Regions from separate parts of the Mus musculus genome. Here region 1 is linked to region 2. Evidence: chromatin contacts called from public Hi-C data. All regions are on one chromosome and are shown on one strand. The core of a region is the stretch at or near the end of the contact, and the rest is flanking DNA. Distances in the headings are between cores, read along the strand shown. Region 1 holds the start of Plekhm1 (pleckstrin homology domain containing, family M (with RUN domain) member 1). Region 2 holds the start of Dusp3 (dual specificity phosphatase 3 (vaccinia virus phosphatase VH1-related)).

Evidence for each region. A called contact is a pair of places that touch in the nucleus more often than the background predicts.
Region 1: a contact with region 2 is called in a Hi-C map of B cells, with 6 read pairs. The contact joins the promoter of Plekhm1 here to the promoter of Dusp3 in region 2. A contact is called at or near these places in 1 of 39 promoter capture datasets (pre-B cells) and 1 of 484 Hi-C or Micro-C datasets (B cells).

The regions. Positions count from the first base shown.
Region 1 is chr11:103,411,132-103,415,614 of GRCm38.p6, forward strand. It overlaps Plekhm1 (pleckstrin homology domain containing, family M (with RUN domain) member 1), which reads right to left and starts at 1,574. Exons shown (of 12, transcript NM_183034.2): 1 at 1,462-1,574.
Region 2 is chr11:101,982,006-101,986,430 of GRCm38.p6, forward strand. It overlaps Dusp3 (dual specificity phosphatase 3 (vaccinia virus phosphatase VH1-related)), which reads right to left and starts at 2,786. Exons shown (of 3, transcript NM_028207.3): 1 at 2,607-2,786. The coding sequence starts at 2,731.

The DNA.
Region 1 (4,483 bases), core at 324-2,823, 1.4 Mb after region 2:
GAGATGGTTGAGTGGCCACCTCTCACCTCCCAGGTATTTGAATGACACCTACCATTACAACAGCAGGCACAAATGACTTAATAGGAATGCCAGAAAAGCCATCTGTGGAAACACATTTAGGAGATCAGACACTACAAAGAACATCTCCCCCAAGAAGCTTTATACTCAGTTACCATCCGAGTCCCTACACACACCAATTTAGCTGTTTAGTCTGCTGGGCTCTGAACAAGGAGCAGACATGGCTGTTGAGGAATATAGCAAGTATGACCACTAGGGAGCTATACCCTAAATTCTCAAAGTGAAAGAGAGCTGGATCAAGGAAGAAAATGACAGGAGTTGAGTAGATCTAGTTAATAGCAATTCTGGGAAGCCAGGCATGGTGACTCATGCCTACAATTCCAGCACTTGGGAGGTGGAGGCAGGGAGGATCAGGAGTCCATGGCTGTTTAGATTGGCTGTCTTAAAACAATAACAAAAACAAAAAACAAAACCACCCTCCATCCTACAAAAACAAACAAACAAACAAACAAACAAAAAACAGATTAAAACCAGGAGTGGTGACCCACACTGTGAGTTTGAGGCCAGCCTGATCTACATAGTGAGTGATCTGAGAGAGAGATCTAAGGCTAAATAGTGACATGCTGTCTCAAAAACAACAACAACAACAACCCAAAACCCCAAACTAACAGTGATGTTAGGGGGCAGGAATATTATGTACATGCATAAAATTCTCAAAGAATTAATAAATGCATATTAAATTTAAAGTAACGAAAGGACTGGGGGAAGTGGTAGAAACTGAGACAGTCCTCTACAGCAGAGTCGGGGACAGTTTAATATTAAGTCTTAGACAGGAAAGTGCCTGAGAGACCTTACCTCTGTGATCAGCTAGGGAATTAGGTAAAAATCGGTAAAGAAAAGATACACACAAGCCTTGAGATAAAGCTGTGACGTCAGTAACCAAGAAGAAACCGGCAAGTTCAACAGGAGAAAACTTCAGTAGTGGGTCAATGGGAGGGAGGGAGACTTAGCGTGTTTGGGACGAGTGAGCCAGATACGACAGGCTGCGATAAGAAATTGAGCCAGAATGGAGGGTCGAGGGAAGGTTCAGAAGAGATGAGGGATAAACGCGATGTTGAGATAAGAGGTGGCGAAGGGATGTGGCTCGCTCGGATCGGGTTGCAACTGGGCTAAAGAGGGGTCACGAGTGAGGCTACACTTTTGCAAGACCGGTGGTTAGGGGACCCGGCTTGGGGCTGAGGTTGGCTGCGGTGGAGACGGAGGGGAGAGAGCCGGTGGCCACTGGCTGAGGTGGGAGCAGGCCCGGGCTGCGAAGGGCCGAGGTTCCCACCCCAAGTCTCCAGGCGCACAGGGGTCGCGAGTGGCTGCGAGGTTGCGGGCCCACCGCCGGGTCGCATCACCGCCCCGCGCTTCCCTCCACGTTCAGACCCCAGACTCACTCACCGAAGGGATCAGGAGCAGGTGGCGGCGCTCCGGGCGAAGCGAGACCCCCCTCGGTTCCGAGCAGAAGCTGCGGCTCCAAAGGCACTGACAACAGGAAGCGGCGCGCGGCGTCTGACGCCATCACGTCGGCTCCTCGCTACGGCCCCGCCCCCAGTCCTCAAAAACCAATCACTGGGCCTAGAGGAGCCGAGGGGCGGGGCCGTCAGCTCTTCCCTTGCCCCGGATTGCAGGGCTTCTTGGCTCAGGTGAGCGATCCTGCCGCTCTCGCTACTCTGGCTCTGGGTAGCGCAGAGAGGCTGGACCCTTGGAGCTTCGGGACTTCTGCGTCCCGCAGCTCTGCCCCTCAATCGCATCTGTGCAACTTTGGGGTTGTCGTGTTTGCCCCCTTAATCCGAAAATGCGCCCTGTTGCGCCATTAACCCGTATGTTTCCCTAAGGGCATTAGTAGTGGAGGGAGCAAGTGGATCCTGGGTCCAAGTGGGACCTTCAGGTCTGGTTTTTCCGGAGCCAGGAAACAGTTGTTTTGACTTGTCTCATACCACGTGATCGCCCTGAGGGCTCTCTTGGACCTGTTAGTTTAATTTGCCTGCGGTCAGCCCTTTGAGGCATGAAGCCCAGAGGACCTGCTTTTTGTCTTCTCACTATTTAATTGCTTTTGTTCCATTACAGAAAATGACAGCTGTCTCTCGGAATAGACGCGGAAGAAAACTGTCAAATGTAGCAACCGTGACTAATAAAGGGCAGGCTGGGCAGGTCTGAGGACCGTGCCCAAAAGGGAACCTAGGACCTAGGTGTGGGCCATAGAGGTGGTGACTGTAAAAGAAAAGACTCTCTGTGAGTTTATATGAACTTTGCTCCTATTGACTTAGAGGACCTTGTTTTCTTGGTGTCTTCCATCCCCTCTGGCTCCTACACTCTTTCCACCTCTCCCTTGGGGTTCCCTATCTGCTGTAGAAGGAAACTTCTCTAATGATGGCTGAACAAGGCATTGATCTATGAGTACCCAAATGTCATTAGGAGTCATTTTATCACTATGTCTTTTTTTTCCTTTTCTTTCTTTCTTTTTACCAGTTGTGGTTTGAATGTGCTTGGCCCATGGGAAATGGCACTATTTAGGAGGCATGGCCTTACTGGAAGAGGTGTGGCCTTGTTAGCGGAAGTATGTCACTGTGGCTTTGAGGTAATATATATTTGAATATATGTTCAAACATATATATGCTCAAACTCTGCCCAGTCTCTTGGTTGCCTTCTTTTTTCTTTCTTTCTTTTTTTTTTAATTTATTTTATTTTTATTATATGTAAGTACACTGTAGCTGTCTTCAGACACTCCGGAAGAGGGAGTCAGATCTCATTAAGGATGGTTGTGAGCCACCATGTGGTTGCTGGGATTTGAACTCAGGACCTTTGGAAGAGCAGTTGGGTATCTTACCCACTGAGCCATCTCTCCAGCCCTCTGGGTTGCCTTCTAATCAAGACTCTTAAAAAAAAAAAAAAAAAAAAAAAAGCTCCTCCCCCAGCACCACACCTGTCTGCCTGCTGCCACGCTAATGACGGAACCTCGGAACCTGTAACCCAGCCCCAGCTAAATGTGTTCCTTTATAGGAGTTGCCTTGGTCATGGTGTCTTTCACCACAATGGAACCCCTAACTAAGACACCAGTCTTATTTGCTTTTACCCTAGGTCCCTGGGCTATCTGGTCTTTGGTTCTTGGTTACCCCAAGCATGTTGGGTATGGGTTCCACCTGGTGAAGTGGGCCTTAAGTCAAATCCGTTACTGGTCGGTTTCTCCCATAAGCTTGGCGCCCCCATTGCCCTAACATATCTTAAAGGCAGTACGTCATTGTTATGCAGGGGTTGCAGCTGGCTTGGTGTTCGCGCTTCACATTTGGTAGTGTGCAAAGTACCCTCTTGTACCAAAGACACCAGAACATAGGGATAAAGGCTCTGTTTAGGCACCTACTCAGCATCTTCAGGTTCAGTGAGGTGTGCAGGTATTGTCTTAGCAGTGGAATCTTGCTGTTGGTTTGTGGCGAGCAACCTATAGGCTAGGCAACAACTTGGGTTGTTTGGTGATCCCCATGGGCCTCTTTGGCCAATGACTCAATTAGCTGTAACCCAGTCCCTGTACTGGAAGCTTTGTTTGGTGACAAGAGATGGCCAGTTCACAGCCTGTCTGCTGGATCATTTGGAGCTTTCATTTAGATTGCCTTCATATATGTATATATTTTAGGAAATCTGTCCTGTATTAGTTTTTCATATTACCCTTTAAATGCCCCCTTAATTTTAGCTGTCTCTCCCTGAGTAGTCTCTCCCCAAACCCCCTCCTCCTTCCCCACTTGATCCTCCTGTTCCAAGCCCGCATCCATCCATAATCTTTTCCAAAGAAGAGCTGTCTGTCCCCTCTATTCCCTTCCTCTACAGCTACCCGGCGTGGTTCTACAGATTGTAGCTTAGTTATCATTGACTTAACTGCTAATGTCCACATATAACTGAATAGACACCAGGTCTAGGATACCTCACTCAGGATAATTCTTTTTCTAGTTATATTCCCTTTGCCTATAAATTTCATGATGTCTTTTTTTTTTTAATGGCCGAGTAATACTCTGTTGTGTAAATGTACCACATTTTCTTTATTCATCTTCTACGGAGGGACATCTGTTTTTCAATTTCTGGCTATTGTGACTGGGACAGCAGTGAGCATGACTGGACAGGTGTTCTGTGGTAGGACAGGTAGGTTTTGTGTTCCATCCTTTGAGTATATGAGGGAGAGCGAGTTCCCATCTTCCCGAGGAACTGCCAGCATGGGTCTGCACCTGGTCCTCTGCATTTAGGTATCCAGTTTATGTTTCTGTGGGATTTCTGAGTGTGCAAACAGTGGGTCTCAGATTCTGTACCTTCTCTTAGCATGTTTCCCTTCCGTTCATGTGTCCTGTCCATCTTCAATGTGGTACTTTTTGTTTTAACTTATTATATTTTATTTTGTTATGTTTACAAAAAAAAAAAAGCATTCTTGAATGGAAAC
Region 2 (4,425 bases), core at 1,536-4,035:
CCGGCAGCTTCCCCAAATAGACTTGTGGTCCCACGCCCATGCTGTTCCCTCTGCTTCCCTTCCCCACCTTCTGCGTAGGCATTCGCCTGTCATCCTGCGGAGCCCTCTGTGGGATTTCCCCAGCTCCTTCCGGTGTGTGTGCTGCTATCACAATTCCTATGTTGTGAGGATGGTATAGACAAGCTATAGGGAGTCAGACATGGTAGCACACACCTGGAATCCCAGCACTCGTAAGCCATGGGAGAAGGATATGAGTGTGAGGCTAGCCTGAGTTTACCCAGTAAGACCCAGATTCGAACAACGAGAAAAAAGAAAAATAGACCCTAGAGTTGGAATGTCTGGGTCTCAATCCAGCCCTGCCATTTACCATGCAGACAAGCTTAAGCAAGCCACTTATATCGTCCTGTGCCTAGTTTTTCCTCTCTGTAAAATGTGGATAGCAGTGCCAACTGCTTGGGGTGGGGGTGGGGGTCCTGAGTGTTAAAGGGCCTGAGTGTTAAAGAGTGTTCTGTTGGCAGAGCCTGATGCTTTGGTGTTTATATTCCAAGGCTTCGGTCTGTCAGTTCTTTGAGTGGTCCGTCCCTCAGTACCTGCTACGGTGCCTGTTACGGGGTAGGTACTGAATAAATGTTCGGTGACTGGGTGAAGAATGGAACTGTCACATGTCAGGCTCCCTGAAGGATCAATCCTACCACACTGGTAACTACAGTTCTGAGGCTCTCTGCAATGTCTAGCACTAGAGTAGCCCCCCAATACGATGGGAGTTAGAAGGTACCTTGACTGAATGGTCAAAGAGGCCCTTCGCTTTCCCCTCACAACATCCAAATTTAAACTGCAGTATCTTACAAAGCAGTGTCTCCTGCAGAGTCCTGTCTACCTAAGAGAGGATAGGACTGCCCCCCCCCCCCCCCCCGTGAACAGAGCCTAAATTCTGCAGGACAGGAAAGGTGGGGGTGGGGTGGGGATGTGCCTGTGCTCATATGGGCTGCTGAGCCAGAGCGCTGTCCAGATGGGAGGAAAGAGCTGCAAGGCTCTGCCCCCACCTCCCTCTGCCTCTCACGCCCTGAGATTGGAAAGTGCAGCTCACACAGACTCCCTCACTGGCCTGAGAGGATGTGCCGGAAGCCCCTTGGTCCAGGAGTTTCAGGTGGACGAAGAAGCTTTAGGCTTGGCTTTAGGTATGCAGTTGATCCTCCCAGCTGAGCAGCGCCCCCATGTCAAGGTCAGATTTGCATAGAGGGCAAAGGATGTGTTCTCCAAGGCAGCCATCAGTCCTGACACTATGCCTAGGCAACCTACTGCAGATAAAACTCAACAACCTGTCCCCCAGCAAGCAGGCTCCTGAGACCGCCAAGCCCCCTGGCTTCTTGGATAGTTGAGGTAGGGAGGACTGGGAGAGGTTCCCTAAGACTATGCAGCGACTGAGCTGGAGGCTGACCCTGTGAGTCTGTTTAGCCACTTGCTCAGGAGCAAGAATGCACAGCCACGTTGACAGAATGCTGAAGAGCGCGTCCATATATCTCAGCTCTCTACCACCAATCCAACCGTCAGCAAATGCACCATGATGACCACCACCGTTCTGAAGAGTGAACACCATATGGTGTTTGACACATAGTAGGTGCTCCGTATGGAAATAAGCGATGCAGTACATGCAACCTGCCCCCAAGTGTCTGAGACTAATCATGTGAAACCCCTCTGGCTCTGCTGCAGGCTAGGCAGCAGGTCCTAGGTGCAGGACAGGAAACACACATGTAAGACATTGAAAGATCCTTACAGCCCCTCAGCCATCCCGGCCATCGCTTCCTAGTGTGCAAAAACAGAGCTTAGGACTTTAATAAATGGGGTCTTCACATTCATGAAAACCCAACGTGGATCTTCCTGCAATGTGGATCATGCCAACTTTTATCTTGGTGTTAATATTGGTTCTCTCCCACTGCTGAGAAATTCTTATTAATAACATGACTAAAGTTTTCTTTTTAAAATAAGAACACATACGAGCTCAATAATATACACATTTCCTAGTGGTGCAATTAGGAGGAATTTTCAGATGGCTCGGGTCTTTATCATTTTGTTTTTTTCCATCTAAGTCAAACTTTATCTGGAGAAGCCAGGAAAGCCTTGGCTCAGCTACTTCCTCTTCTAGGGTATTTTAGGGTATTTGGATTTCCTGACACGGACAGGAAAAGCTCCACACCCAGATTGTAACGTCATCCCGTTGCCATGGCAACGAAGGCAGACATTCCACGGTGACCTCACTGCAGAACTAGGCAGCTGTCACATGACGCGCGGCCAAGAGACAGCCCTGCCACCTGTTAAGAGAACGTGGTAGCCTTGACCCCGCCCAAGCCCAAGCCAGAGCTGGTAGAGGCTGAGGTCAGGCACTTTGGGGGTTGGGGGGCGTCTCTGGGCATGCGGAGTCCAGCTCCTCCGCTTCATGCGCGGGGAGTAGGCGTCGACTCCAGGCTGGTCCCCAGCACCCGCTCTTGCTCTCAGGTCGGCGACCGCGCCCAGGATCCACCCCCCCCCCATGGACCCCACTCCAGCCCCCAAGTAGTAGTCGGGGCCCGCTGGGAGCGGCTACGGGTTTGGCCCTCCCAGAGACTCACGCGTTGCCCACGTAGACCCTCGGGACGACCTCGTTGCAGGGCTGGCTCGGCAGGCTGTAGCAGCCGCTGCCATCCGAGAGCAGGTCGTTGAGATCTTGCACCGAGAGTTCGAACGAGCTGGACATGGCGGCGGCGGGGCGCTGCACGCCAGGGCAGGAGCGAACGAGGGGGAGAAGCCGGGTCAGCGGGGCGGGGCTGCCCAACCGGGAGCCGCCCCGTCCCGCCCCGGAGGCGGGCCCACTGGGTGCGGGAAGCTGCGGTCACGCTAGGCAGCGCAGAGGACACGCGCGACTGGCCAAGCGCCGCAGGACCCCGGGGCACGTTCCTGGCCGAGATGCCATCACTCCCGTGTCATCCGTACTCATTCACCCTGGCTAAGGCAGTGGAGCGCAGGCACTTCATTTACTGAACCCAATGCGGGACGCCTGGGTACACCTGGAGTCGCTCTTTCAGGATAATGGGTACCCCTGGGGTTTGCTGTGAACCCTTCTCGCTGCACACCAGCAGAGTGGGCATCCATTCATTCACCCCAAACACACACGTCAGAACACATCTTCCCAGCCCACGACTGCTGAACCAACAACCTGCCTACCCAGGAGATGGATCCTTACCCAAGGTTACAGGAAAGAGCCCTATTCTGGAACACTTCTTTTAATGTTTGATGTGAATCAGCATTGAACTTTTTAAAGGCTGAAGGTATAGGTCGCCAGGTTTGGCATCTGACCCTGGGGGACTACTTTAACCTTAGCCTGTGTGCTGGCGACTAAAAGGGAGGAAAGCAGTTTGAACAGCTATAATTTTGTGAGACCCGAAGTGTCTACGAATCTGTAACTTTTGAGTGTAAACACAATATAAATGGAGAATTCTCACACCTGACCTGTGACAGTCAAAACACAGGCACACTAAAAATTACTGTACAAAACTGTATTCAGGATATATTTATATGTGACGCATTAATGGATTTCATGTTTAGACTTGGATCCACTCACTACATATAGTATATATATTATATCGTAAAGTCTCAAACATTTCTGTCCCAAGCACTTCAGTAAAGAATATGCAACATCTAACTCCTAAGAATTGCTGGAGGGCTGGCAAGATGGCTCAGAGGGTTAAGAGCACTGACTGCTCTTCCGAAGGTCCTGGGTTCAAATCCCAGCAACCACATGGTGGCTCACAACCACCCGTAATGAGATCTGACGCCCTCTTCTGGTGCGTCTGAAGACAGCTATAGTGTACTTATGTATAATAATAAATCTTTGGGCCAGAGCGAGTGGAGTTGACCTAAGTGAGCGGGTCATCTGTACAGCTATAGTGTACTCACATACTTAAAGTAAATAAATCTTTTTTTTAAAAATTTGCTGGAAAGATTCCAGAAACATTCAAGGGGTTGCGGAGGTTCCTGGGCTGGCAAGGTGCCCAGCATGCACAAAAACCTTAGTTCAGTTCCCAGCGCGGAACATACAGGCGTAGCGGTTGCAGAAGCAATTGACAGATGTTGAGCACTCACTGGGGGCCTGCGCCCTGGGCTGTGGGCTCTGGGCTAGTGTGGGGGTAAATCTTCCTCCACAGGTTCCTTTACAGCTGTTCCTGGGGTAGCTGCCATCTCACTGTGAGCCACATGGTGTCAGTAGCGAGTTTCCACTGAGAGCAAAGAGCACAAAAAGCGTCTCTCCAGTTGCCAGGGAAAATGGCCCGGTCCCTAACGCCAAAGGGGCAAATACAGTCTCCCCAGTGTGTCTCCTATTAAGATTTGTTTTCTTTATGGTTTTGTTTGTTTTACTTCATACTTTCGTTTTTTGAGGTCGGGTCTCATGTA